Regions from separate parts of the Mus musculus genome. Here regions 1, 3, 4 and 5 are each linked to region 2. Evidence: chromatin contacts called from public Hi-C, HiChIP or PLAC-seq and promoter capture Hi-C data. All regions are on one chromosome and are shown on one strand. Each heading gives the region's core, a stretch centred on a gene start, on an enhancer-like site or on the middle of the called end of the contact. The rest is flanking DNA. Distances are from core to core; before and after follow the strand shown.

Region 1 (5,188 bases), core at 2,065-4,564, 740 kb after region 2:
TGTCAAGGGGCACCTTCGTAAGGAATGGTGTTTCAATTGTAAAACAATCTCTCTCCAGATTTATAAATGTCATACTTCTTATAAACATTCACTCTGATCAGAGCAGTAACTTCACGTGGGTATCTACACATCCAATTACCTCAAGCCAATTTTATGGGAAGAAAAGAAATTGAAGATGCTTACATCTGGCCCGGGCTGACTGATCCAGAACTTGGGCTAAGATACTGTTTCTCATTTCTGCTTCCCTACAAGGAAACATAGGTCACACAAGGTTAGAACTAAGCTGTCAGCATCTGAATGCACAAAACATTTATTCAATGTCTCTTTAAAAAATCTTTACATTTATTCATTCATTTATTTATTGGAGTTTGGGGTGGGCACACCACAGTGCACATCTGAAGGTCACAGAACAATTTTTGGGAGTCAGTTCTTTCCTTTCACTATGTGGGTCCTGAAGCTTGACCTCAGATCATGAGGCTTGGTGGCAAATGCTCCCCCCTGAGCCATCCAGCGAGCCACCGTGAGACCCCTCTAGTTCCGACTGCATGGTGCCAGGTGCTTCTGCCTTCCAGGAGCCAGCTGTGGATGTAAACTACGAGAATGGCAGGACACTATTTCATGAGGTGGTAGTCCAGGGCAGCAACCATCACCAACAGTAAGTATCCAGTGTGACACGTGCTACGGGCCTGAGTGGAGCCTCGGCAGTTAGACAGACAAGTGGACTTTCTTTAGGGAGGACGCAGAGACTTATGGAGATTCTGAAACACTGTGGCAGGGGCAGAACCAGATCCTGTGAAATTGTAACTCTGCAAGCATCGCTTCTTCCTGAATACTCAAGTAGGAACTGTGGCACACTGCTTTCAAACCTTTTTGGAGGCAGGATTTAGCTATGGAGCTCAAGCAGGCTCAGAATTCACTATGTAGCCAAGGTTGGCCTCAAATTCTTCAACTTCCTTCCTCAGCCTCCTGAGTGGAAGGACCACTGGATTGTACCACTACTCTAAGTAGGAGACTTAAAACATCTCTCTGAGGAACACACTACACAAAAGACAGTAGCAGATACGGTCTGGCAGAATTAAGGGACGGCTGGGGCTGGTTATGCCTATTATCAAGGGCTCATAGAACCAGACTTAATTTATTTCCTTAGGCCACCTTCTCAAGAGTTCCTGAATCTAAGATGCTATGGTCCATAAGACGCACCAATCTGTTTATGCCTTATCAGTACTTGAACCCAGGGCTCTGCATATGCTAGAAAATGCTCGACCACTGTGCTACAGCCCCAGCCTTTTTTTTTTTTTTTCATATATATATATAATCACTTTAACACAGGGTCTTGCTAAGCTATCCAGGCAGACCTTGAACTTGAGATCCTTCTGTCTCTGCTTCCCAAGCAGGGAGGTTAGAGGCGTGAGCCACCACCGGCTTTATGCGCTCAAAGCATAAAAGAGACCCTAGATGAGGAGTCCTGATTAGAGAGGGAAAACCAAACAACCTGCTTTGAGAATGTGGACTTCCAACGGGTTAACCGTGAAGGTTGCCAAAGAGAGTGGGGAGCAAGGGACTTAGTGCTCAGATCTGAACACACCCCAAACAACGGGAGAGGCAAAAGCAGGGTGTGAAGTAGTCACGTCAAATGCATGCTTGAACTTGAGTGAAAGTGCTCTGCCACGCGCAGGGGTAAAACAGCAGAGTAAGTTAGTGTCCACGGACCGCTCACGGGGAGGCCTTGGGTCTAGAATCCCTATGAGGTTATTTACTGTTGGGCTTAGGCAGAACTTCAAAGTGAGGTCTTACTGGAACTCCGTGGGTATTTACTGAATCAGACTAAAAAGGGAATTACCTTCAAGCAGGCTTAGTAGAAAATCACTAGGTTCTGAGATTCACTAAGAGTCACGGACCAATTCCAACTACTAAATAAAAGCCAAAAGCTCAATCTATGAAACCACTCTTCCAGAAAGTTCTAGTTCCAGCCCTACCTTTGCTTTGCTTCCTGTTGGGCTGCATCACCAGGATCCTGAAAAAAAAATAATTTTTACCTTTTAATGGAGTGGAACTTCAAAAGAAGAGAGAAGAACACATGGGTCAGGGAAAGGTGGGGTGAGGCACATTTGTCACCATAGTTAGCACTTAGGAGACACAAGAATCTCAAGTTACCGGCCAGCCTGGGCTATAAACAGAGACCGTATTCAAAATAAAGTAAAATACCAAATAAATGAAAACAAAAATAAAGGGCTTATTCGATATTCTTTCTGCTATAATAGGTTCCCGAGGTGGAAACTGGACCTCACCAAAAAAAAAAAAAAAAAAAAAAAAAAAAAATCAATAAGTCAGTTTCCATTTGCAATGTTGTGTTCGTTTTATTAAATAAGGGCTGAGGGTGGAACTCAGGGAAGAGAGGGTGTTGTGTATGCTAGGTAAGCACTGTGGCCCAGGCTAACCCCCACTCCCAGCCCCACATTTCCCAAGCGTCTCAAGTCACAATCTAAAAGAATGTTTGAGAACGCACACATTCCTGAAAAGGCCCCGGTATCATGGAGCCCTATTTTTAACCAGTGAGAAGACTGGAAAAAAGAGACCCTGGCTTGGCACGAAAGATGCTGGCTCAAAGGCTCAAATGCTTGCCACTGAGGTCACCCACCACCACTAGCGTTTGTCCCAAGGCAAGTTTACAACCCGCTACTCCCTCCTAGCCGGCACCGCAGGGGCTGAGCACCATCTCTGGAGTCCGCGGTTCGACTCCCGCCCGGGGAGGCGCTGTCAGAGCGGCGTCCTCCGCACCAGAGCTCAGAGGATCCCCCTCTACACAGCGCGGGCTTCCGGTCGGCAAGACCCCCCCCAATCCGAGGACACCCCAATCCCGGCGAGGATCGCCTGAGGCTCGACGGCAGCGAAAACCGAGACTTGGGGGGTGGGGTGGGGGGTGACTCGAAGGCGCGCACACCCCAACCCGCACAAGCCTCACGCGGGACCCTACGGCAGCCGAGGAGGCGGCGGTGACCTCCGGGGACACCCCCATCCCCGTGGGCACACACACGTTGCCATGGGGTACGCGGAAGCCGGGGTCCCACGAGCAAACGCCGAGAGCCTGTGCCTGGGGCGAGGGCGTCACCTCGCCCGCCCGCCCGCTCGCTCACTCACTCCATGCTTGGCCTGCAACTCGGCCAGCCTCTGCTTCCTCAGCGCCTCAAGTTCTTCGTCCGCCATGGCGCGGCTGTCCCACGTCGCGCAGGCGCAGCGGCCGTCGGGGGTCGCGCAGCCGCAGCCGCCCTCCGGTACACTCGGTTGGAATCGCTTCGGCCGGAGACTCGAGCCCGGCGCCTTCGACTGCGCAGACGCGAGTGATGCTCAGGCATCAAAAGTCGAGTGCCGAGTTGGGGCTGCCGGGCCTCGGCCAGGGTGCCTTGCAGAGGACCGATCCTGCGATGGGAAAAGGGGCAGAACCTCTAAGAGGGCGCTTGTGGGTTCCCAGGCTCTGAACTGCGCGTTAACACGCCCCACCCTAATGATTCCTAGGACTGGCAATGGCGCAGTTCTGCAAGGTGTAAACTCCTTAGTCGACGCCCTGTCTGCTTTACCCCAACCCCCAAGGGCCTTTGCTGAGAAGATGCTGTGTGTGTGAGTGTGTGTGTGAACTATGGCAATACACACACACACACACACACACACACACACACCCTGATTTTGGAGTGAGGGTCCCAGTAAGGGATGGAGTGGGTGGAAAAAAAAACTGCTCAATTCTCCAATCCTGTGACTTGCTTATGGTATATGTATTTTAATTTTTCCAAATACATCTAACCATTTTCATTATATATATATATGGAGGTAAGGGATGAGTGAGCCTGAGGAGACAAACATTGGACCCCTGGAGTTGGAGTTCCAAGCAACTGTGAGTCACCTGATATTGGGTTGAGAATCGAATTCTGGTGCTCTGGAAGACTAATACACACTTTTAACCACTGAGCCATCCCTCTAGCCCATATACCTACATCCACCCTGTTGAGCAATGGCTACTCTCTATAAATTTTTCATCATTACAAACTGGCACCCACTCACTAAATAGAAATTATTTATTATCCCTGGTTCCCATTACAAAACAATGTTCTGTCTGTATAAAATTGCCTATTCAAGCACTATTTATTTATGGCTGGCATATTTGACCAATCATATACCACCTTCAAGTTTTTTATCCATGTTGTACCATGAGACAGAACTTCATTCTTGATTGGATTTGGTGGGTGTGTGCCTTTAAAGTCGGCCAATCCAGGGGCGTCTGAGGCAGGAGGATCTGGAATTGAAGACCAGCTTGCCATTACATAGTGAGACTTTGGCTCCAACCAAACAAGCTCTCCCCTCCCCCATTTCATTATTTCCTGGCTGAACATATTTACTGTACAAAGCACATTAGATGTATTCATCAGTTTAACCTTGTTCACTTTTTGCTTAGTGTGAGTAAAGCCACTATCAATGCATGTGTTCAAATGCCTGCCTGCAATCCTGCCTTCAGTTATTTTAAATATGTATCTATGGATGGAATTGCTGTGTTAGGGACTGTGGTGGTTTGAAAGAAAATGGCCCCCAGAGGCTCTTAGGGAGTGGCACAGTTAGGAGGTGTGCCTTGTCGTAGGTGTGTCTCGGTTGGAAGGAAGTGTTTTTCTGGGACTCTGAGGTTTCAAGTGTGCTCACGCCATAGTGTTACTTTCCCTGCTGCTCGCCTATTGATGCAGAACTCTCAGCGACCTCTCCTGTACCATGCCTGTCTGCACTACACCATGCTCCCTGCCACGATGATGATGGACTAAACTTCAGAACCTATAAGCCAGCCCCAATCAAATGCCTTCCTTTATAAGAGATGCCGTGATCATGGGGTCTCTTCACAGCAATAGAAATCCTAAACCAGACAGTTGCTTTTCTACTACTGTGATACAATACCATGACCAAGGCCATTAATAAAAGAAAGCTTTTAATTTGGAGCTCACAGTTCCAGAGAATTAGAGTCCGTGACCATCATGGTGGGGAGTATGGTAATGAGCAGGCAGGCATGACAGTGCAACAGCAGCTAAGATCTCACGTCTTGAGACAACTACTATTTTGAAAATTCAGAGCCCTAGTGACACACCTCCTCCAAGGCCACACCCCTCCAAGGCCACACCCCTCCAAGGCCACACCTCCTGTAAGGCCACACCTCTTC
Region 2 (5,196 bases), core at 658-3,157:
GTGTGAGGCATGAGCGCACTGCCCGGCTCACTTCCTCAGCTGATTTACACACTCCCACGCCGACTCTCTAAAATCAATCTTTCCCCAATTGCCTCCTGGCTCTCAGCAGCGTCTGGGTCTGCCCTGCATGAGTAACTCAAAAAAAAAAAAAAAAAAAAAAAAAAAAAAAAAAAGGGTTCTCCCACACCCTGAGCAGCTTCTCCTGGAGTCCCTGCCAGCGCCTCTGATGGGCAGGAACAGGGGAGGAGGATCCTCTGCCTCAGCCTTTGATGCGGAGTTGTGATACGTGGCAGGGCCATGATGGAGTCTGATAGAGAGCAGCGAGGGATGTGGTCAGGCTTGCTGGAGAGGGTCTTGAGCAAGAGTGGGGGAGGGGCCGGTCCTGCTGGAGCCTCTGATGGGGAGGGGCGGGGAGAGGCAGCAGGTGTCTGACACAGAAAAAAACCGACTGTCAGAGCAGACCCTGCCTCGAGGCCCACTGTGCAGATGGGCCTGGGTGGGCAGGAGCCGTGGGTAGTGCTTCCCGGTTAACACTACAGAAAGAGTGCTCCGTTCAATGGCTGGGTGTTCTCTGCCTCTCTTCTGTAAATATTTAGGATAATTACTTCTTTTACACATTAATAAGCATTAAGCTGGCAGTTGGTTTAATTTTGACATATTTTATGTCAAAAGAAGTGGGGCTGTGATTAGCTGGGGGCAGGCTTTCCTACTACAAACCTGCTCCTCCTCTGCTATTTTTAAAAAGGCGTCCCTTATTAGGGAGTCGAGACTCTTTAGCTGAAGATGGAGCTAATGCACTCTGTGTGTGTGTGTGTGTCCAAGTTCTCAAGAGTCTGTGTGAGGTCAGGCATGTTGCTTACCCTTCTGGACCTTAGTCTCCTCCTCTGTAAGATGGTGCTAAGACAGCACCTGCCTTCCTCATGGGGCTTTTGTGAGACCACTGTGAGCAGTGGTGCTAACATCTGCAAAGCACTTGAACCAGTGTCTTTAAGTGCTGAGAGTAAGGAGGGCAGTGCCTGCCTTCTGATGCTCATTTCTCTGTAGGACTCTCCTCTATCACCAGGGCTCAGCTCTGCTATTCCCCACCTCATCCTCCCCTCCCCTGCTCTGCCCCTGCCCCTGCTTCTCTTTCTTCAGCTCCTCCATCTTGCACTTGAGGAGGTTTGGACTAGAGCCTATTAGATTTAACTCTCCAACTTATATACAAGACCCTGAAGGCCTTGCTTATCTCTCAGCCAGAGACTTTCTCCCCAGACTCCCTTTCCTGAATGCTGGAGGCTTCTATTACTCCAGTTGTCCCAGCTCTCCATCATCTTTGGCCCTCCTCCCCATGGTTTCTTTTTTCTTTTTTCTTTACCATATGAATAAATATTTATTTATTTATTTTTTAAAATTAAAAAATTTTTATTAGATATTTTCTTCATTTACATTTCAAATGCTATCCCAAGAGTCCTCTATGCGCCCCCCCCCCCCGCTCCCCTACCAACCCACTCCCACTTCTTGGCCCTGGCGTTCTCCTGTACTGGGGCATATAAAGTTTGCAAGACCAAGGGGCCTCTATTCCCAATGATACAGAAGTGGATCCCCATGGTTTCTTTATTCTTGTATGTTCTTCTCGCGGGTGGGCGGCAACATACACACAAGGTCAGGGGCTAACCTAGAATCAATTGATCTCCTGTCTCAGGACACTTCTTCCCAAGAGGGAAAGCCTTCTGGGTTGCTGCTCAAGTTCCTTCTAGTTTCTTGTGGGAATCTGAGATGCTTAATCAGCTGCAGGACTCCTCCACTTAAGGGTGTGAAGTCCGGAGCTGGAGTGGGAGGGACTGAAGCCACCACGCCCATTAAAAATCCCGCCCTGGCCCCGCCCCGTCCTCCTCAGAGGAACCCTAGCTGGTTCAGCTGACGCTGCACTCCACGTGACGCTAGCGCCGAGTGAACATGGCGTCCACTGTGCGGTGAGTGCTGAGCTTGTCCCTTGCCCTGCCTGCGGCCCGCGTAGAGGTGGCCTGCCTCGGTATTCCTAGCTGAACAGTGGGTGACAGCCTCCGAGCTCTGACTGGAGTTGCTCTGTGGCCGCGGGCTGCGGGCTGCGCGCTTCTTCTCTGGGGCACCGGAACCGAGAGCCGGGCTGGGCGAGTGGTACCTGCAGAGCCCCTGCATGCTTGCGGCTGCCCACTGGCCCTCGTGGGGCGGGGGAGGGTGGCTTCCCTGGAGTCCCGAGTGTGGCAGCCTCACCGTAAGTGGCCGAAGTGGGAGCTTCACAAATCTGTTCACTGCCACGCCCCTCCGATGAGGTGGCCAGCCTGGTCTGGGCGCCAGGTTCCCAGGCGCTTCCTCAAAAGTGAGGGAAAGTGTGAGTAGTATTTGGAGTGGCCGTGGAATATCCGTTAATCAGGCCAGCACTTTCCTGATTCTTTCCTGGCCCAAACGTCAGCTCCTCTGAGACACCTTCCCTTAATTATCTGATCAATTCTATACTGCCTGACTTTCTGTATGTCAGTTGTCTCCTCACTAGCTCCGATGCAGGCTCCATGCAGGCCTCAGTAGCCCAGTGTATTGCTCCGCTTAGACTTGCCATAATTCTGTATGATTAAAGGGTCAGTGGTTCGGCTGGGAGGAAGTTTGGACAGATGGGCTCTATTCAGTGTCACGGAAGGACAGCTGATCAAAGGTTAAGAGATAAAGACTGAGAGAGTAGGGTACATCCCTGAACTAGTAGGTTTGGTGCTAGTGACTTCTCCAGACTTTGTCCTGGGGGAGCAAGAAGGATTGTCATCTGGAATCTGCTTTTTAAGAATTTTAGACAGGGTCTCACTATGTAGCGCATGCTGGCCTTGGGACTCAGATTCTTCCTGCTTTGCCCTTCAGAGTGCTGACAATCCAGGCACGATGGCACTACACCCTGCTTGAGATCTGTTATGTTTTGCTTTGCTTTGTTTGAAGACAGGGTTCCTCTGTGTAGCCCTGGCTGTCCTGGAAGTCACTCTGTAGATCAGGCTGGCCTCGAATTTGGAGATCCACCTGCCTCTGCCTCCCAAGTGCTGGGATTAAAGGGGTGTGTCACTACTACTTGGCTTTTTTTTTTTTTTTTAGGTATTTTCCTCATTTACCACTTGGCTTCTTAAAGAGTTCCCCCCCCCCAACCCCCACCCCCGATAGCATGAGCTGTGGTTTCAGCGGAAGAGGGTGTGGACCTGGTGGTAGGGGATGTTAGGAAGGGTAGGGGTAGAAGAGTGCAGTTCTCCACAGACTGAGTTCAGAACTGAGGCGAGTATGGTAAAAACTAGTGGAGCAAATGCATCTCTCCATATACAACGAGGGCAGTGGAAACAGTGCCATCTTAGTTAGCTTCCAAGGTTGGAAGAGCTTGGGACATAGCAATCATGTAGTGACTACCAGCGGTTTTCTAGGAACAACACTGGGCCATGAAAGCTAATGGACAGGTGGGATCTGTCATCGAACTCTGTGCCATCTAACTCTGTCATCTAACTCTGATCTTGGTCTGTGCCAATACGAGGCATGCGTTTTAGGATCATGGGATGATCTTTGCACTCGGTGATCTTTGGGTGAACTTGGAACACTGAGACACACTTAAGTTGGAGCGTCCTGATAGGTCTCCAGGAGGCCAGGACCAGAACTGTGAACCCAGCCTTTGCCCCTCCGTTAAGAAGCACAGTGAGCAGTAAGTGTGGGCAGGCATCTGTCTGTGAGGTATCATCTGTCCTTCTGGGCGGGCCAGGTGGTCACAGGCAGGTCCAGCAGCTGTGTTTGGGTTTGAGACTCCAGGCTGGCTCAAGGCTTGCTTCTTTCCGGAAGATTCTCCGTCTGGGATAGGAACTAGTCAGATCCTCAAAGGAAGCCTCTTGAAGCCAAACTGATCCTTTTATAATTGAAAAGTGCCACAGATCTCGAGGAGGCATACTTATTAAGAAAGCTGACAGACATGGGAGTTTCCACAGTTGGCCAGGGCCTCCTTGGGAAGAGACTTCTCAGAAGTGTTGAGCCTGAGTTAGGTCCTGTAAGGCCTTAAGGGGACAAGATTGAAGGATGTTCTGTAGAAAGCTTGGCTCCCTGCTGCTACATTCATGTGACATATCGGCATGTCAGTTGTCTCCCCTGTTTGAGAAGTGCCAGGGTTGTAACTCAGGACTTGCCGTGCCAAGCCAAGTATTCTACCACTAAACTATATTCCCAGCTTTTTTTTTTCCCCCAGACAGGGACTATATAGGTCTTGAACTTATGATCCTTCTGCATAAGCCCCCAGGGTAATGGGATTACAGGCTTATACCATCATGTCTGACTAAGAATGTCTGGTATAATAAGCCTCAGCTCATAGCCAAGGACTTCCAAGGAATCTGAGTTGGTTTCCTACAGAGTCCTAGTAATTCCTGGGAGCAGGAGGCTCGTGAGAATCTCAAGTGTACCCCCATATGAATTGGGGAGCAGTAGAAGCCCTAGGTAGCATCACAAACTCACAATGAGATACTCTCCCAATTCTATGCACTGGTGGGAGCCATGCATTGAGTTGTCTATGTACAGAGGCTGAACGCTCTAGGCTATAGCTGGACCTGTCTGCATTTGTTGCCCTTTGTTCTCCTTGTCCTGGAGCTTGCTCAGCTGATGGCCCTGGGATGCTCTTGTCTTCTAACATGATTAAAAGAATGTTCACAGTCTTGCAGGTCCAGCCCAGATAGATAGGCCTCCCATTGAAGGGTTTCTGCTCAAACCCCCAGAGAACCTCAATTTATGTTAGTAGCACACATCTCCCCATCTTGAATAGCTGAGGGCTTGGTTTCTGTCATTCCTTTCCTGTACTCTCTAGAGCCTATGGAGCTATTTGGTTTGTATCCCTGGGGCCACCAACCTGATGTGAAATGGTGCCATTCAACCGAAAGAGATGTTTACCATATGAATTACTGCAGCATCCTGCTCTGCACTCTTGGGAGATGGCAATGGCCAAAGGAGGGGAGCTGTGGATAGGAAGGAGCACAGAATTCCAAAGGGTAGGATGATGAGCGGATTCTCATTCATCTGAGCGGCAATCCAGTAGCTGCTGCACCCCCCCCCCCCCCCCCCCAGGGACCATCACAGGAGCTGCCCTGGGTGCGTGTGTGATGAGCTACCTGCCGTGCTGGGATAAGCATGCTGAACACAAAAATGTTGTCAGGGTCAAAAGCTGTCACACCCTTATGTGAG
Region 3 (5,073 bases), core at 1,736-4,235, 720 kb before region 2:
GGATCCACTGGCACCTTCTGACCCCCAAATGGACTGGCTATGCATGTGGTGCACATACATTCATTGAGGTAAGCACTAATAGATGTAAAGTGAAATAAATAATTCCAAAACCAGACAAAATCCCAACCATGTAAGAAGTGACTTAAAACACTGTCTCTTGCCGGGCTATGGGGGGCACACAACTTTAATCCCAGCACTCGGGAGGCAGAGGCAAGAGGATTTCTGAGTTTGAGGCCAGCCTGGTCTACAGAGTGAGTTCCAGGACAGACAGGGCTACACAGAGAAACCCTGTCTCAAAAATCCAAAAAAATAAAAAACACTGTCTCTTTTGCTCCAGGGCAATGTGGCACATGTAGGTCCAGGTGTCTTTACCCATCTGTCCCACAATCTTTCTGTTGTACTTTATGTATTATTGGGACTAAAAAAAAAAGGAAAGGACTACATTTCCCAGGCTCCTTAGCAGCTGGGCTGTTAGATTAGACGTATTCAGTGGTTAGCTCCTCAGGTCCGCCTAAGAGACAAGAGTGTAATGGAGAGCAATGCCATGAAGCAGGCTGGACACGGTAGCTCCTATCAGCCTTGGAGAGGCTGAGGCAGCATGATGGCCATGAGTGTGATGTCAGCCCCAGTGACATGAATTTCCAGGCTACCTTGAAGTATGGATCCAGAGAGGGGGTGGGGGGAGGACAGAAATATACAAGAGAGACAGAGAGCTGCTCTGAAAACACAGATAAACAAAGACAGCATGCCAGGCTCTGTGACAAGGGGAGCACGCACTCATCAAACCACACCTAAGTATCCCGCCTGCAGGAGGTAGCCTAGCAGATGGGTCAGTTCCGAGATGTGCTCCCACAAGCCCTTGCTGGACTTTCCCCCTGAGGCTATCAATTTAGCTAGTAAAGATTTAAATGTCTTAGCTTAAAAAACAAAAAACAAATAAACAAAAAAGCATTTTTCTACTTCACACAACCTTGTGTGCCATGCACATACATGAATATATATATATATACACATATATATATACACACACACACACACTTACCTATATTTATTCAAATGAGAAAATCAGTAAACTACATGTCTCTCGTATAAACTATTATACTTGACTTGGTATTTAAGAGTACTGGCTGCTCTTCCAGAGGACTAGGTTCAATTCCCATCACCCATATCAGGCAGCCCAGGAGATCCACTATCTCCACAGACACCTGCACTGATGGTCACATGCATATATGTAAACTGGAAAGTAAAATCTTGGGGGCTGGCGAGATGGCTCAGCAGGTAAGAGAAATGACTGCTCTTCAGAAGGTCCTGAGTTCAAATCCCAGCAACTACATGGTGGATCACAGCCACCCATAATGAGATCCAACATCCTCTTCAGGGGCATCTGAAGACACCTACAGTGTACTTATTTGTAATAATAAATAAACTTAAAAAAAAAAAAGTAAAATCTTAAGAAAAAGCCAGAAAACTGAGGGAATAGCATTTGATGATTCTGAAAGACTAAAGTTCATTCCACGGCAGCAAAGAAGCATGTTTAAAAGTTTGGTATTAGGGGCAGGGAGATGGCTCAGCACCTACATTAAGCAGCTCTCAAAACACCTGTAACTCCAGCCTCAAAGGCTCTGACACACACGTGTGAAGCACACACTTAAACAATTGTTTTCCTGACAGGGTTTCTCTGTGTAGCCCTGGCTGTCCTGGAGCTCACTCTGTAGACCAGGCTGGCCTTGAACTCAGAAATCCACCTGCTTCTGTCTCCCGAGTGCTGGGCTTAAAGACACGTGCTACCACCACTTGGCCTAGATTCACTTTTATTCCACGTATATGGGTGTTTTCCCTGCATGTATGTCTGTTCACCACAGTGTGCTTGGTGCCAGTGAGGCCAGAAGAAAGCATTGGAACCCCTGGAACTGGAGTTACAGGTAATTTTGAACTGCCACCTGAGTGCTGAAATTTGATCCTGAGTCCTCTGAAAGAGCAACAAGCAATCTTAGCTACCGAAACATCACTCCAGCCTCCAAAAGCAATCTTTTAAAAAACTGTCTTAAGGGACTGAGAGAAGGCTCGCTCTTCAAGAGGTCCTGAACTCAATTCCCAACAACCTCATCACAACCATCTATACTGAGTCTGATGCCCTCTTCTGGCATGCAGGTGTACATACAGATAGAGCACTCATACATACAGTAAATAAATAAATCTTCTTTTTAGCTGTCTTAAATAGGATGTGGTGATTCATAGCAGTTATCACAGGACTAGGGAAGATTTAAGCCAACAAATTTATGAGAGTTAAAGGCCAGCTTGGGCTAGAGAGGGGAGACAAGTTGCTGTAAACGATCCTCAAATTATTGAAAAACATAGTGTGCCAATCAGAATCGCTTTACCTGCGCGTTCCAAGTCTCTTTCTCTGGCACTTGCAGGCACTGGGAACGGAACACCTTCCAGCTTAGAGGCAAGACAGACACAGTGAGGGCTCCACCCTGGACATCCAGCCCCACCGAGTGTCACCCGGCCCGCCTCGGCCCGCCCCATCCCGCCCCATCCCGCCCCGTCCTGGGACCAGACTTCACGACAGGACTTCCCCGCCTACCTGCGCGTCTGGCTGTTGCCGCAGCCTGGACGAGCACAGGCGAACACGTACAGAAGCCGATGGAACGGGGAGCCGTCCAGCGGGCAGTACACCTGCACGACGAGCGTGAGCGGCTGTGCGCAGCGGCCACACTGCGGCCCCGGAGTGGTAACGGCCGGCAGGGCGTCCTGAGGAGCAGGCTGCAGCTCAGACCCCCGGGACCCACGCCGCTCCCGCCCGGACACCCTCCACGCGGCCCCGCCAAGACATCGCAGCCGCACTCACCGGAACGCCACCCAGCTTGCTAGAGGTCCAGGCGGAGGGCCCTTTGGGGCAGCCCTTCACCGCCGTGTCTCGAAGTCCCAGCAGTACAGGCTTCCTGACGGCCGCCATAACTACTGGGCTCCCACGTGACAGCGCGAGCTACGGTGGCCGACAGAGAGTGTTATCTGCGCACGCGCGCCGCCTGCTCCTCCCCGACTCCGCCCCAAAGGGGTCCTGGACGGAGACCACCTGTTTTATCTCTGATATCTTGATAGGATCTACAAAGAGGTTTAACTAGACGTTGACAACTGGAAACAGGATGACGGTATTGGCAGACAACAAGAAACATAACAAAAATAAAATAAAATAAGCCGGGTGTGGTAGCGCACGCCTTTAATCCCAGGACTCGGGAGGCAGAGGCAGGTGGATTTCTGAGTTCGAGGCCATCCTGGTCTACAGAGTGAGTTCCAGGACAGCCAGGGCTATACAGAGAAACCCTGTTCGAAAAAAACAAACAAAAAGTCCTTACATTTTAAAAAATAATCATTTATTTTTTTATTTTATGTGCATTGGTGTTTTGCCTGCATGTAGGTCTGTGTGAGGGTGTCAGTTCTTGGAGTTTCAGTTAATTATGAACTGTCCTGTGAGTGGTGGGATTGAACCTGGGTCCTCTGAAAGAGCTCTTAATTCCTGAGCCATCATTCCAGCCCCCCAAAGTCCTTAATTTTGACAGATACATTTAAAATACATATGAAGACTGAAGATTTGAGCATATGCCACAGCGGGGTTGTGTAACCTCTATGTGTTCGAGGCCAGCAGTCTACAAAACAAGTCCAGGACAACCAGGACTGTTACACAGAGAAACCCTGTATGGAAAAACAAAACAAAATAAAAATGTTGAGCATGTACATAGGTTACTCAACTGCTTACAACTCCAGTTTGCAGAGGGTAGGCAGGAGGGGAACCAATGCCAATTCTTTTTTCTGGAGTCTGTGGACAGCAGGAATACACATGGTGCACATTAAAGTAAATAATAAAAAGTTTAGCCGGGCAGTGGTGGCTCATGCCTTTAATCCCAGCACTTGGGAGGCAGAGGCAGGTGGATTTCTGAGTCCAAGGCCAGCCTGGTCTACAGAGTGAGTTTCAGGACAGCCAGGACTGCACAGAGAAACCCTGTCTCAAAAAACCAAAATAAGAAAAATTTTAGTGATGAGTTTTACTAAAATAAAAAAAATAAGCACATTTGAAAAGCATGTATTGCCAGGTAAGGGTGAACTCTGGTTATAGTTTGGACTAAATAGTGAAACTCAACCCAGCTCTGGCTTGAGAGTATCTCAAAAGCAAATAAACCCTGAAATTGGGACTGGATCAACCAACCTGATCAGTAACTTTCAGGCTACTGAGACACTGTCTTTATAAAAAAATAAATTAAAAAAAAAGGACTGACTGGACCAGAGGAATCACATGTGAGGTTATCCTGTGTCCTAAACACACACACACACACACACACACACACACACACACACACACACACACACACAGAGCCAGGGAGCAATCCAGCAAGCAGTTGCTCATTGGCTCTTTCTAGGACTTCCCTCAATAATAGATCATGACCGGAAATTATAAGCCAAAGTAACCCTTTCCTCCACAAGTGTTTAATCCCAGAAACAGAAAGCACATGTGAGTTTGACTACTTTGAGAAACCATAGCAGTGTGAGAATTTTAGAAATGGGCTAGAAAGATGGCTCAGTGGTTAAAAGCACTGACTGCTCTGCCAAAGGTCCCGAGTTCAAATCCCAGCAACCACATGGTGGCTTACAACCATCTGTAATGGAATCCGGTGCACTCTTCTAGTTTGTGTCATTTCCACAAAGGTAGCAGCCAGGATACAGGGAAAGAAGAGTCTGCAGCAAATCTCTCAAAGTCATGTCTTTCCCTCTCAAGGGAGACATTTTTCTCCAACTGAGCCCCACCTACTTTCCACCACTTACCAATAGTGCCACCTGCTGGACACAAGTCAAGCACTTGAAACTTGGAGAAACTTTACCCCACAAGTGTGTCCACATGATAGATTGAACCCAATCTTTGAGCATGCGCTACCACTGACCTATATCTGAGACCCTACTGTGACCTACCACCCTTTTCTTGAGACACGTTTCCACTGTATAGCTAGACAAGTCTGGAACTTGCTCACTCAGCCCAGGCTAATCTCAAGTAAGTACCATATACATCCCATTACTGAG
Region 4 (5,394 bases), core at 410-2,909, 780 kb before region 2:
GAACGCGTATTTTTCTTTGTATTTTTTCTATCTATGTGTAACCAGATGTAAGGCTGGTTTGTGGTTTTGTTTATTTGCTTTGCCTTGCTGGAAAACAAACCTAGGGCAGTGATAGGCAAGTGCTCTATCACAGAGCTACCCCCCTAGCTCGGTATTCTTGTAGGAAATATCCTGTTTATAAGACCTAGCCCAGAGAAGCCTTGAATGCTTGCCTTGGTCCTGTAGCCTCACACAGTTCCACCTACAGCCTCTACCAGCACTGAAGTCTCAGTCACACAGGTTCAGGGGTACCCGGGGAACCCCATCTTTCTGCCCCTATCCATGCCTCAGTTGGAAGGGGAGACGCTTCCGTTCTGCTCTTCATCAAACTTTATTAGGGGCAATACTAGGGATGAAGAAGAATGCCCAGCAAAGGAGCTTAAGAATGGGTCAGCAGTAAGAGCTTGGTGCTCTTGCAGAAGACTCAACTTCTCAACGGAGAAGACTCAGTTCCCAATACTGCTCACAACCAGACTCCAGTTCCAGGAATCTGACACCTTCTGACCTCCCGAGGTACTTTCAATATACACCTAACTGAATCTTTTGCAGAGTCCATATGTCTCTACTCCTAGAACTTCAGAGTCGGGGGCAGGAAGACAGGCCAGTCTAAGCTACAGAGTGAAACCTTGTCTCTAAGTAAATAATCATTTTTTTAAGTGTCCAGAAAACAGGTTAGGCTGTCAATCAGCCTGATTTTGTCTGGATCCCACCCCTCACCCACCCCCACCCCACCCCCGCCTCAAGTCAGGAAGCGCCGGGCATCTCCGCATCCGTGGCTGGAGAACAGCCCTTACCAGAACCCCGGGACCCCCGACCCAGACCCTGGCCCGCGCACGCTCACCAAAGTAGTCTCGCGCCGTGCGCGCCTCGAGCGCGCGCTCCAGTTCCCGCGTGAGCGCCTCCAGCCGCCGCTCGGCCGCACTCGGGCCGCCCTCCCGGCCCGGGGGCAGCGGCAGCGACGGCAACGGGAAGGGGAACTGGGCAGGCTCCGGAGAGCGGGCGGGCGCCGGGCCGACGCCGGGCGGCAGCAGGTCTGCACAGGCGCCCGCTGAGCCACGGGAACCCAGGCTGGACACGCTGGAGCGCGCGCTGCCCCCCGACGGCGGCCCGGGGCCGGGGCCGTGGCGCTGGTCATAGCCCAGGCTGATACCGCTCGAGCGCGCGCTGCCGCCGTCCGAGCCCGCGAGGCTGGCGCGCGGGCCTCGCTCGGGGCGGCTCGGGACGTCGGGCGCGGCCTCGGGGCCGCCGCAGCCACCCTTGCCTCGGCGGCCCGACGCTGGCGCCGCCTCGTCCACGGCCCTCGGCCCGCGCCGCACGCGCCCTGGGGAGCCGGCGGTCGGCTCCGACTCGCGCAGGCCCAGCCCGGCCAGGAGCAGAGCCGCGTCGTCCGCGGCCGTCCGCGAGCGCTGCATGGCCGTCGGCCCGCCGCGGCGCGTCACCTCCGCCTCCGCCGCCCGCCGCCGCCGCTCCGGCAGCGCCGCCGCATCGTCCGCCGGCCCGCAGCCCGCCCCGGGACCCCTGGGCGCGGGGCGGGGCGGGGCCCGGGTCGCGGTCGCTCGGCGTGGGCCGCACTCTCGCGCGGGGCCGTGGCGGGGAGGGAGGGAGGAACGGAGGCGCGCGGCGGAGGAATGCGCGCGCAGCTCGGGGCCGCGCCCCCTCCGCTTCGAGACCGCGCGCAGGGGGCGGGGGGACGGAGGGACTCCTTTGCCCCGTCAGGAATGTGAGGAAGGAGACTGCGCAGCGGCCTCTGGAATGTGGGGGGGGGCGGCGACGGCCCGGCCGAGGGGTGCGCAGACTTCGCGAGGACGCGGGCGGGACAGCGGTGGCCCAGGCTCTGGTCCACCCCGAGGCCTCAGGGCACATTCCAGATTCCCCCCCCACCCCCAGGCTGAGCCCCGAGCCCACATCCTCCCTCCCCATATTCCTCCCTGGCCCTCTGCTAAAGGAACACAGCCTGATGCTGCCTGCTTTGTGCCACATGGATGTGACACCAACGTGGGAATTCTGGCAGTTTCAAAACACAGTGTAAGGATTCTAGCAAAGTCTAGGTATAACCGTCCCAATTACACATTCTGGGACTTAGAAAAGAATCACGGGATGAGTTCCGGGACCCATTGTAAGTGTGACTTCCACCAAAATTCTTTTAGGCTGGAGCCATGGCTCAGAGGTTAGGAGAGTTTGTTGCTCTTGCAGGGGACCCAAATTCAGTTCTCAGCATCCACACGATGGTTCACAACTCTCCTTAACTCCAGTTCGAAGAAATCTGACCACCTCTTCCACTGCTAGGCATGAACGTCGTGCATGATGTACAAGCAAGCAAAACAAGCCTGTTTATCAACTGGCATCCCTACTTTAATTGGAGAGCCATAATGAGTCTAAGGGTTTTTTGTTTGTTTGTTTGTTTGTTTGTTTGTTTTTTCCGATGTGAGGGGACTCTCAGAATTATTGTCAATTTAGAACCAGTATCCACTAGGCCTTGGAAAATCCAGTTGTTTCCTTTTCTCCGTGTTAGTTACCCTGGTAGAAGGAAGCAGGCTGAACGTGAGACTCCCATATTGTATCTTACCCCAAACCCACAAACAAACAAAAATCTGTCTTACCCTGCAAGAGCTGTCATGGGAAAGAAAACCAAACCTCATGTGTTGTGTCCCAGTAATCAGGAAAACAGTTTTAAAGGAAAGCCCTTCACTTCCAGACTCCCTTTTCTCAGAGGGGGATGGTAACATGCCCCAGTACCAGGGGAAGGGAGCTTGTTGGCAGCAGACTGACCTACCCAGATGCACAGAAGCCTGGCCTTCACTGTGCAAAGAGCCAGCTGGGACACCTGCTTCCCAGATGGAAGGGAAACTGTAGTGTCTGGCCCATCCCCCCCAACCCGCCCTCCAACCTCCCCACACACACATGCACCTCCTAGGACCTAAGGAATTCCAGCTCTGCCTTATGCACACAAGGTGTGGAAGCAAGTATTTGAGGAACAAATGTCCAGTCAGGAGAGCCACCTCATGGTCCAATGAGAAAGGAGAAACCATTTGACCGGTGATCCCATTTCACTGATCACATTTATCAGCCATTTAAAAGTGAAAATGTTGGGGGCCAGTGAAAAGCCTCCAGAAGGTAAAAACCACTTGTATACATATACCTAATGCCTTATTTAGTTCAATCCTCAGAACCCACAGTAGAAGGAGAGAACCAGGTCCTTAAAGTTGTCTTCTGACCGCCGCCACATACACACAAATCAGGGCTGGTTGATATGCCTGACCACCCACATTACATTCCCTGGACCCACACACACCAGGAGTAGACTGCAAAGTTCTTCTCAGACTTCCATATACACACACTGTGTGTATACAAGCACATCCACATGTGAACGTGCACACACAGATTACTGAACTACCATAAAATTATAAGCAGAAATTTCTTTCAAAACATCTATTCTAGGTTATGATTGTCCCAGGCTATAATCAGGAGGCTGAAGCAGGAGGATCACTTTTGAAGCCAGCCTGGGCTGCATAGCAAGAACTGCCACCACCTCCCAATAAAAACAAGTAAATGTTTCAGTCCAGCTTTCACAGTTAGAACCTTCAGAATTCAAATGATACATTAGTGTCCAGGGTCAACTAAAATCCATTTCTCTAGAAATAAGAAAACCTAAAAGTAAAGCAACCTAAAATGACCAAATATGGGATAGTAGAAGACGCAACTTCTATGAAATGGCATCCGTTGTTTACTGATGAATCTGCATGCTTCACGTCCTAGCACTGGAGAAACGGAGGCCAGCTGGAAGACTGAAGCAAAAGGAACACACATTCAAGGCTTGCCTGAGCTCCAGAACAAATTCCAAGTCAGTCTGATCAATGTAGTGGGACTCTATCTCAAAAAAAAAAAAAAAATCATAAAAGGAGCTGGGGGTCAGGGAGATGGTTTGGGGAAAAGGCACTTGCCACCAAACCTGATGACCGCAGTTCCATCTGTGGGACTCATAAGATAGGAGAACCCCTCCACTAAAAGTTGTAGTCATCATCTGGTCACACCAGATAGATAGATAGATAGATAGATAGATAGATAGATAGATAGATAGATAGATAGATATGACAGATAGATGTGAAAGCCTAGTTGGACCCCTCAGTACCACAAATGAGCTAGTGTGAGAGTGTACACATTATTTACAGAAACCAAGTGCGTCACGGTGACTCACACCTACAGTAATTATTTTATTCTAATGACTTATAAGAGTTTGTTACATATTTTCACTACCAGTATACCATTTTTTACAAATAGTTTCTACTAGTTTACGTCTTCTCCGTCTCCTCCCTTTGATGTGTCTTCATAAGAACAGAAGTTATTTTATGGGGTTGGAGAGCTGGCTCAGCAGTTAAAAGTACTGCTTTTAAATATATATTGGTTGTTCGAGACAGGGTTTCTCTGTGTAGCCTTGGCTGTCCTGGAGCTCACTCTGTAGGCCAGGCTGGCCTCGAACTCAGAAATTCGCCTGCCTCTGCCTCCCAAGTGCTGGGATTGAAGGTGTGGGCCACCACCGCCAGGCTCCTAGCAACACTTTTTTTTTTTTTTTTTGGAACAGTAATTGTGTTCGGAATATAACTAAACAGAACTAGGGGCCTACAGTTCTACTTGGTTGATTTTCTTTTTTCCTCCCTCCCTCTCTCTCTCCCTCCCTCCCTCCCTTCCTCTTTCTTTTCAGCCCAGGCTGGCCTCAAACTCTCTATGTAGCCAACACTGACTGTGTAGATGATCCACCTGTCTTTGCCTCTCAGGTGTAGGATTAAAGGCATGTACTACCAAGTTCAGATCATGTTTGTTGTCTTTAGTGACAGCAGCTAAATGTCCCAAATAAGCTTTGGGCTGGGGTTTTGTCCTGTTGAGTTGAATACAGGAGGAAAATGTTCCATCTATGTGTAGAATTCAGGAAGCAGATTCCCAGTTTAAAAAAAAAATAAAAACTATCTATAAAAATACTTCTCTAAATATATCCTCCCTAAAAACAGCCAAATGGAGAATTCTGAACCTCTGGAATTCTGCTTTAAAATGCTAAGAGGTCACTTATCCTCTGACCTCCATACAAGTGCTTGGCATGTGCATGTACACACACGCGCACACACACACATACATACATACATGCATAGACACAATATTTTCTTTTATGTATGAGAGTTCATCTGCACATATACCCCATGTGTGCCTGGAGGCAGTGGCAGTCAGAAGGTATCAGATCCCCTGGAACTGGAGTTACAGAAGGTCCTGAGCCACTACATGGGTGCGAGGAACCAAACCCAGGTCCTCTACCAGAGCAGCTGCACTCTTAACTTAAACAGTGCTCTAGCACTGAGGCATCTCTCC
Region 5 (5,333 bases), core at 2,515-5,014, 600 kb before region 2:
TAGAACAGTCCCTGAGAAAAAAGATGCAAAATCTAATCAAGGTATAGGGGAGGCCAAGTATGACCTCTAATTCCAGCACTCAGGAGGCAGAGGCAGGTGGATCTCTCTAAGTCTAAGGCCAGCCTGGTCTACAGAGTGAGCTCCAGGACAGCCAGGGCTACACAGAGAAACCCTGTCTCAAAATAAAACAACAAAAATGTAGGGAAGAATACAAATGACAAGAATAATCTTAAGTCAACAAGGAAAATGAGATTGTGGGATGGCAGCTAGTAAAAACTTTAGATTCGGGCTGGAGAGATGGCTCAGTGGTTAAGAACACTGACTGCTCTTCCAGAGATCATGAGTTCAATTCCCAGCAACCACATGCTCAAAACCATCTGTAACGGGATCTGATGCCCTCTTCTGGTGTGTCTGAAGAGAGCAATGGTATACTCATATACATAAACTAAATAATTCTTAAAAAAAAAAAAAAACTTTAGATTTATCAGACAGGCCACAGTGATGAAGGATCTGCATCTAGGGGTCATTTAGAAGGAAATAAAGAATTGACATAGAGAAAGCAGAGATATGTTGTCATATGCCTATAGACCCAACAACTGGGACGTTGATGCCTGAGAATCTCAAGTTGGAGGCCAGCTTGTGTACATAAAAGACTCTCAAAAACAAACAAACAAACAACAGAAAAAGCAAAGCTGAAGTTAGGATGGAAATGTCACTCTAAGGACCCAAGGGGCAAGGAGATAAAGTGGAGACTACCTCCAAGTCTACTCTGGATGTGAAGGGAAAAACATGAATCAAGGGTTGGGGAGAAAGCATGAGGCAAGGCCTTACAAAATAGCACTAGACAGACAAGGTAAAATAGGGCAAAAAAGACCAGGTAAGAAAATAGACACTACTGCTCTAAAGTAGGAAACCAAGAGCAAGGCTGGTTTATAACAAGAATGGCTGCCCTCACCAAATATTTACAAAGTCACAGCATCTGGGGAGGTAGCTCAGTGGTACAGTACACACCTAGCATACTCAAACTTGTAAGTTCAGGCCTAAAGATGGCTCAGAGGTCAAGAGTACTAGCTGCTCTTGCAAAGGACCTGGGTTTCTTCTCATCACCCACATGATAGTTTACAAACATCTGTAACTTCAGACCCAGAGGGTCGGAAGCCCTCTTCTGGTTTCAGTGGCTTTGTATGCTCAGGGTGCAGTCTTCAGACAAAACACTCTCATACATATAAAACAAAAACAAAAATAAAAATAAGGGCTGGAGAGATGGTTCAGAGGTTAAGAGCATTGACTGCTCTTCCAAAGGTCCTGAGTTCAATTCCCAGCAACCACATGGTAGCTTACAACCATCTGTAATAGAATCTGATGCCCTCTTCTGGTGTGTTTGAAGACAGCTACAGTGTATTCAAATACATAAAATAAATTAATAACTATTAAAAAACAAAAAAACAAAAATAAATAGAATCTCAAAGTCTTGAGTTGTATCATAAAGAATGACAAAGAGGAAAAACAACTACACAAAGTGAAAAGAAAACAGAAAAAAGCAAGCAGTGACCACTAGATCAACCAACTCGGGGGCCTCACTGAACAATATCTGTAGAGAAAACGTTTAGAGCACAACTCTACACTTCAGGTTCTTTCTGAATTAATACTGAGAGAACCCAGCAATGGGTTCTTCTTACTCCAAACAAAGCAATTCCTTATTCTAACCAACATTCTTTGTCCATCTAGGAAGGTCATTTTTTTCCACTGAGGAGAAAGTCTCACAGGAAAGGGACAGAGTGGACACACAAAACCCATGGGATGTTGGAGCCTGCTAGTGACTTCCCTGGAATGCAGAAGACCTAGGAGACGCACAGCTCCTGCTATAGTAGGCTTCAAGTTCTCAACAGAAAAATTATTTAGCAAAGTATTTTGTATTTGTTTTTTTTTTTAAAGGATGCTTAAAGCATGCGGTCTTCCAAAAATCCAGAGATAATTTTAGATTGAAAAAAATCTAGGCTTGCCAAGGGAATCTGAGAACTTTTCTATCTTGGTCTCCAATGCTAACCTACGTATTCGTGTGCAAAAATAGAGGAAGATTAGAATCTCAAATGCCAGACTGAAAAGTTGCCACAACAAACTTGCACTCTTCATATGGAGTCTGTGATCTTGTCAGCAAGAAAGCAAATAAAACAGCAATAAAACCTTGTTTAATATGTATATCTTATATGTATATGTATCACACACATAAATATCAAATATAAAGAAAGTATTCTCTGAACTTGTAAAAGAAATGATCTTTTTAAAGATTACAAGGAAAAACTTACTATTTTCAAGGCACATAAAAACCTCCAAACGCACACCGAATCAAGCTCGCAAGTAGTCTTTTACAAATACATTCTTAGAACTTTAAGCCTAAAATAAGATAATAAGACAACAATGGTTACCTGGATGACTATACTGCCACTTGGGAAATATGTCTTAAAAATAAAAACAAATACAAAGGCAAGGCCTCTTGGCCTGTGTCTTTAATTCTAGCACTTGAGAAACTGAAGCAGAGAGATCTCTGTGAGCTTAAGGCCAATCTGGTCTACACCGTGGGGGTCTGTTCAAAATAAGTATGAGTAAATAAACAAATTTTTTAAAAAAGGTTAAAAATGTTAAAGCAATTATGAGAAGCAAACACAGATGTAATTTTCTACAACAGTGCGTTTGAGGTTTCCAAGCATATCCACAAGGAGAAAAACGGAATGTTACCTTTGACCCCCATTTGTAAATTTAGCCGAAGACAATAATCAAATAAATCCTTTTTGCCACAAGTGTTTTTTCTTGTGACAGGGACAATCAAATATTCATTAGAGTTTGGATAAATTATGGTACTCGATGTTCTACTACAAAACCTCTAAGAGTGACAGTATATATATCTGCACTTACTGATGTCACCAAAATGTTAGGAGCGGTTGTCACCGAGTCGCCGTGGTCATTTTCCCTCCTGACACTTTGTATACAGTGGCGAGTGTTTTTTACAAGGACAGAAGAATGAATCGCTTTCATAATGGCAACGGGTGGGGAAGGGCAAGGACAATCTATTTTCAAACTGGGGGCTCCCCAGGCTGATCGTTTCCCAGGCAATTTTGGTTAAAGTATAAACAAAATTCTTATCATGCCAAACAGGCATGCTCTTTTTCCCCTGCTCCACGAGGAGCAGGAAGACACACCCCTGACCCCGGCGCTCGCCCGACGGGTGTGGGTCCTTCCTCAGTCCTAGCCCAGCCTCGGCCCTCCTCTGACCCCCGCCGCGCCCACGGGCTCAGAGGGAGCCAGGAAGGGGCGCGCGGCCGGCCGGGGAGCCGCGGGGCGGCCTGAGGGCAGCGGCGCCCGCCTGTGCCCGTGGACCCAGGTCGCCCACAGGCCGCCAGCCCCGGGCGCACGGCGCCCCGAGCTTCCGGGAGCGGATCCCCCGCGGCGGCCCAAGGCAGCCGCGTCCTTCAGCGCCAACGCGCCCCTCAGGGTCTCGTCCCGGGCGCGCGCCGAGAGGCCCCTCCGGGCTTCCGTCCGCCCGGCCAGCGCCCGCCGAGCCCGGCGTCCTCCACAGCAGGCGGGCGAGGGACGGCGCCGAGGGAAGCGGCACCCCGCGAGCTCGCCTCGATGCCAGTCGCCCTTGCGACCCGCCGCCCGCTACCCCTAGCCAGTCCCCGCCGACCCGAGCCCGCTGGCGACCGTACCTCACCTGCGAAGCGCCCCGGCTCCGGCGCACCGCCCGGACCGGCTGTGTACACCGGAAGTGACGTCGGCGGGCGGCCCCGCCCCCGCCCCAGGCGGTCGCTGCGGTTTCCCCGGCCGGAGCCCACCCTCCCCTCGTGCTGGATGGGCGGCGGCGAAGCTCTGCGTTCCCTCCCTGTTTCCAGACCTAGTCGGAACCCTGCTGAGGGGCTCGGTTGCGTCCTCGCGTATTTATCATTGAAATTAATGATAGAACCATTGATCGCTAGACATCACACCTGACAGACGATGTAGGAGCGGGATAGTACTAGCACCCTCAGGGATTGCTTCGTGAGCGGTGCCAACAGAATACTACTGTCACAAATCACTGTAATGATGTAGTGCCATTTGTGGCAGATGGTAGGAGGGGAAAGTAGAAGAGAGAAGGAGAGAGTACCCCGACCCAATGGAAGTGGATGTCCAGATAATTACCCTCCGGGTTAGATCAAGAGCTAAGATCCCTAAAAGAAAAAGGAAAAAAAAAAAAAAAAAAAAGGAATTTTAAAACAAAACCTGAGGAGGACTACATGACAGCACACAGCAAAACACAAATAGGCGAAAGGGACCCGAGATCGTAGCTCGGAGATAGAGTACTACTCAACTTGTCAGGGGCACATATTACAGCCCCAGGGTTTTGCAATGAGAGTTTGGGAGGTTAAGACACATGTTTTAGGCTGGGAGTGGTGGTGCATACCTTTAAGTCCCAGTCACTCAGAAGACAGAAGCAGGCAGATTTCTATGAATTTGAACCCTGCCTGGTCTACATAGCAAATCCAGGGCTAGCCAAGGCTACATAGAACCTGTCTCAAAAAAAAAAAAAAAAAAAAAAACCACACACACACAAAAGGTGAATAATTATCAAATGTTTCATTGTCAGAAAACTAGAGAAGATAGGATTTATCTAAGAACATTCCAAACTCCCTGTTTTAAACAAGGGCTTATTTGGCAGTACTTGGGAAGCTGTCAGGATTGCCCAGACTCGAGGTCTGAAACCCGGAGGCAGGAATGGTTGTATCAGGCTGAAATCCAGTTTAGTGGTAAAGCACTTACTTAGCACAGGACAGGCATTGGGTTCACCCTCAGCATTAGGGGAAAGTATGGATGTAGATTTTGATGCAGTATTTGAAAACAACAAAATCTTTCAGGACTGGGTTGTGCTTGGCCCCAGATCCTAGGGTGCTAGAGACTCAGTGATCATTAAAGGTCCACCCAGGTCAGGGGCTACAAAGTTGACGTTCTCACAGTGATAAAGATGAAAGACATAAACACTTAGAGGAGTAACTGAAATGAAGGCAAATTTATTACAGAGAAATAAAGAAAAGTTAAAAAAGGGTGGTTGTGGGGCTGGTGAGATGGCTCAGTGGGTAAGAGCACCCGACTGCTCTTCCAAAGGTCCTAAGTTCAAATCCCAGCAACCACATGGTGGCTCACAACCACCCGTAATGAGATCTGATGCCCTCTTCTGGAGTGTCTGAAGACACCTACAGTGTACTTACATATAATAAATAAATAAATAAATCTAAAAAAAAAAAAAAAACGGTGGTTGTCTGAGTCTCTGTCTCAGGCCAGCCTGGTCTACAGAGTGAGTTCCA

The links. A called contact is a pair of places that touch in the nucleus more often than the background predicts. HiChIP or PLAC-seq counts read pairs in DNA pulled down with a chosen protein or histone mark. Capture Hi-C pulls out chosen DNA fragments and counts their contacts.
Region 1: an H3K4me3 HiChIP or PLAC-seq map of bone marrow-derived macrophages shows a contact between it and region 2, with 3 times the contacts expected there. The contact joins the promoter of Pdcd5 here to the promoter of Pepd in region 2. A contact is called at or near these places in 1 of 39 promoter capture datasets (liver), 2 of 484 Hi-C or Micro-C datasets (B cells and myeloid progenitors), 2 of 115 datasets of contacts at active chromatin or transcription factors (bone marrow-derived macrophages and pro-B cells) and 1 of 9 other capture datasets (adipose tissue).
Region 3: a promoter capture Hi-C map of liver shows a contact between it and region 2, with 2.1 times the contacts expected there. The contact joins the promoter of Pdcd2l here to the promoter of Pepd in region 2. A contact is called at or near these places in 1 of 484 Hi-C or Micro-C datasets (CD4 T cells), 1 of 115 datasets of contacts at active chromatin or transcription factors (microglia) and 1 of 9 other capture datasets (liver).
Region 4: a contact with region 2 is called in an H3K4me3 HiChIP or PLAC-seq map of bone marrow-derived macrophages, with 7 times the contacts expected there. The contact joins the promoter of Wtip here to the promoter of Pepd in region 2. A contact is called at or near these places in 2 of 115 datasets of contacts at active chromatin or transcription factors (bone marrow-derived macrophages and pancreatic cancer cells).
Region 5: a contact with region 2 is called in a Hi-C map of regulatory T cells, with 4 times the contacts expected there. The contact joins the promoter of Garre1 here to the promoter of Pepd in region 2. A contact is called at or near these places in 1 of 484 Hi-C or Micro-C datasets (regulatory T cells) and 1 of 115 datasets of contacts at active chromatin or transcription factors (pancreatic cancer cells).

What each region holds. Positions count from the first base shown.
Region 1 is chr7:35,644,168-35,649,355 of GRCm38.p6, forward strand. Pdcd5 (programmed cell death 5) reads right to left here and starts at 3,315. Exons shown (of 6, transcript NM_019746.4): 1 at 3,139-3,315; 2 at 1,977-2,014; 3 at 184-245. The coding sequence starts at 3,204.
Region 2 is chr7:34,910,500-34,915,695 of GRCm38.p6, forward strand. It overlaps Pepd (peptidase D), which reads left to right and starts at 1,908. Exons shown (of 15, transcript NM_008820.2): 1 at 1,908-1,955. The coding sequence starts at 1,939.
Region 3 is chr7:34,193,685-34,198,757 of GRCm38.p6, forward strand. Pdcd2l (programmed cell death 2-like) reads right to left here and starts at 2,986. Exons shown (of 7, transcript NM_026549.4): 1 at 2,852-2,986; 2 at 2,588-2,754; 3 at 2,382-2,442. The coding sequence starts at 2,959.
Region 4 is chr7:34,131,609-34,137,002 of GRCm38.p6, forward strand. It overlaps Wtip (WT1-interacting protein), which reads right to left and starts at 1,660. Exons shown (of 8, transcript NM_207212.2): 1 at 881-1,660. The coding sequence starts at 1,451.
Region 5 is chr7:34,309,783-34,315,115 of GRCm38.p6, forward strand. It overlaps Garre1 (granule associated Rac and RHOG effector 1), which reads right to left and starts at 3,765. Exons shown (of 14, transcript NM_172741.3): 1 at 3,710-3,765.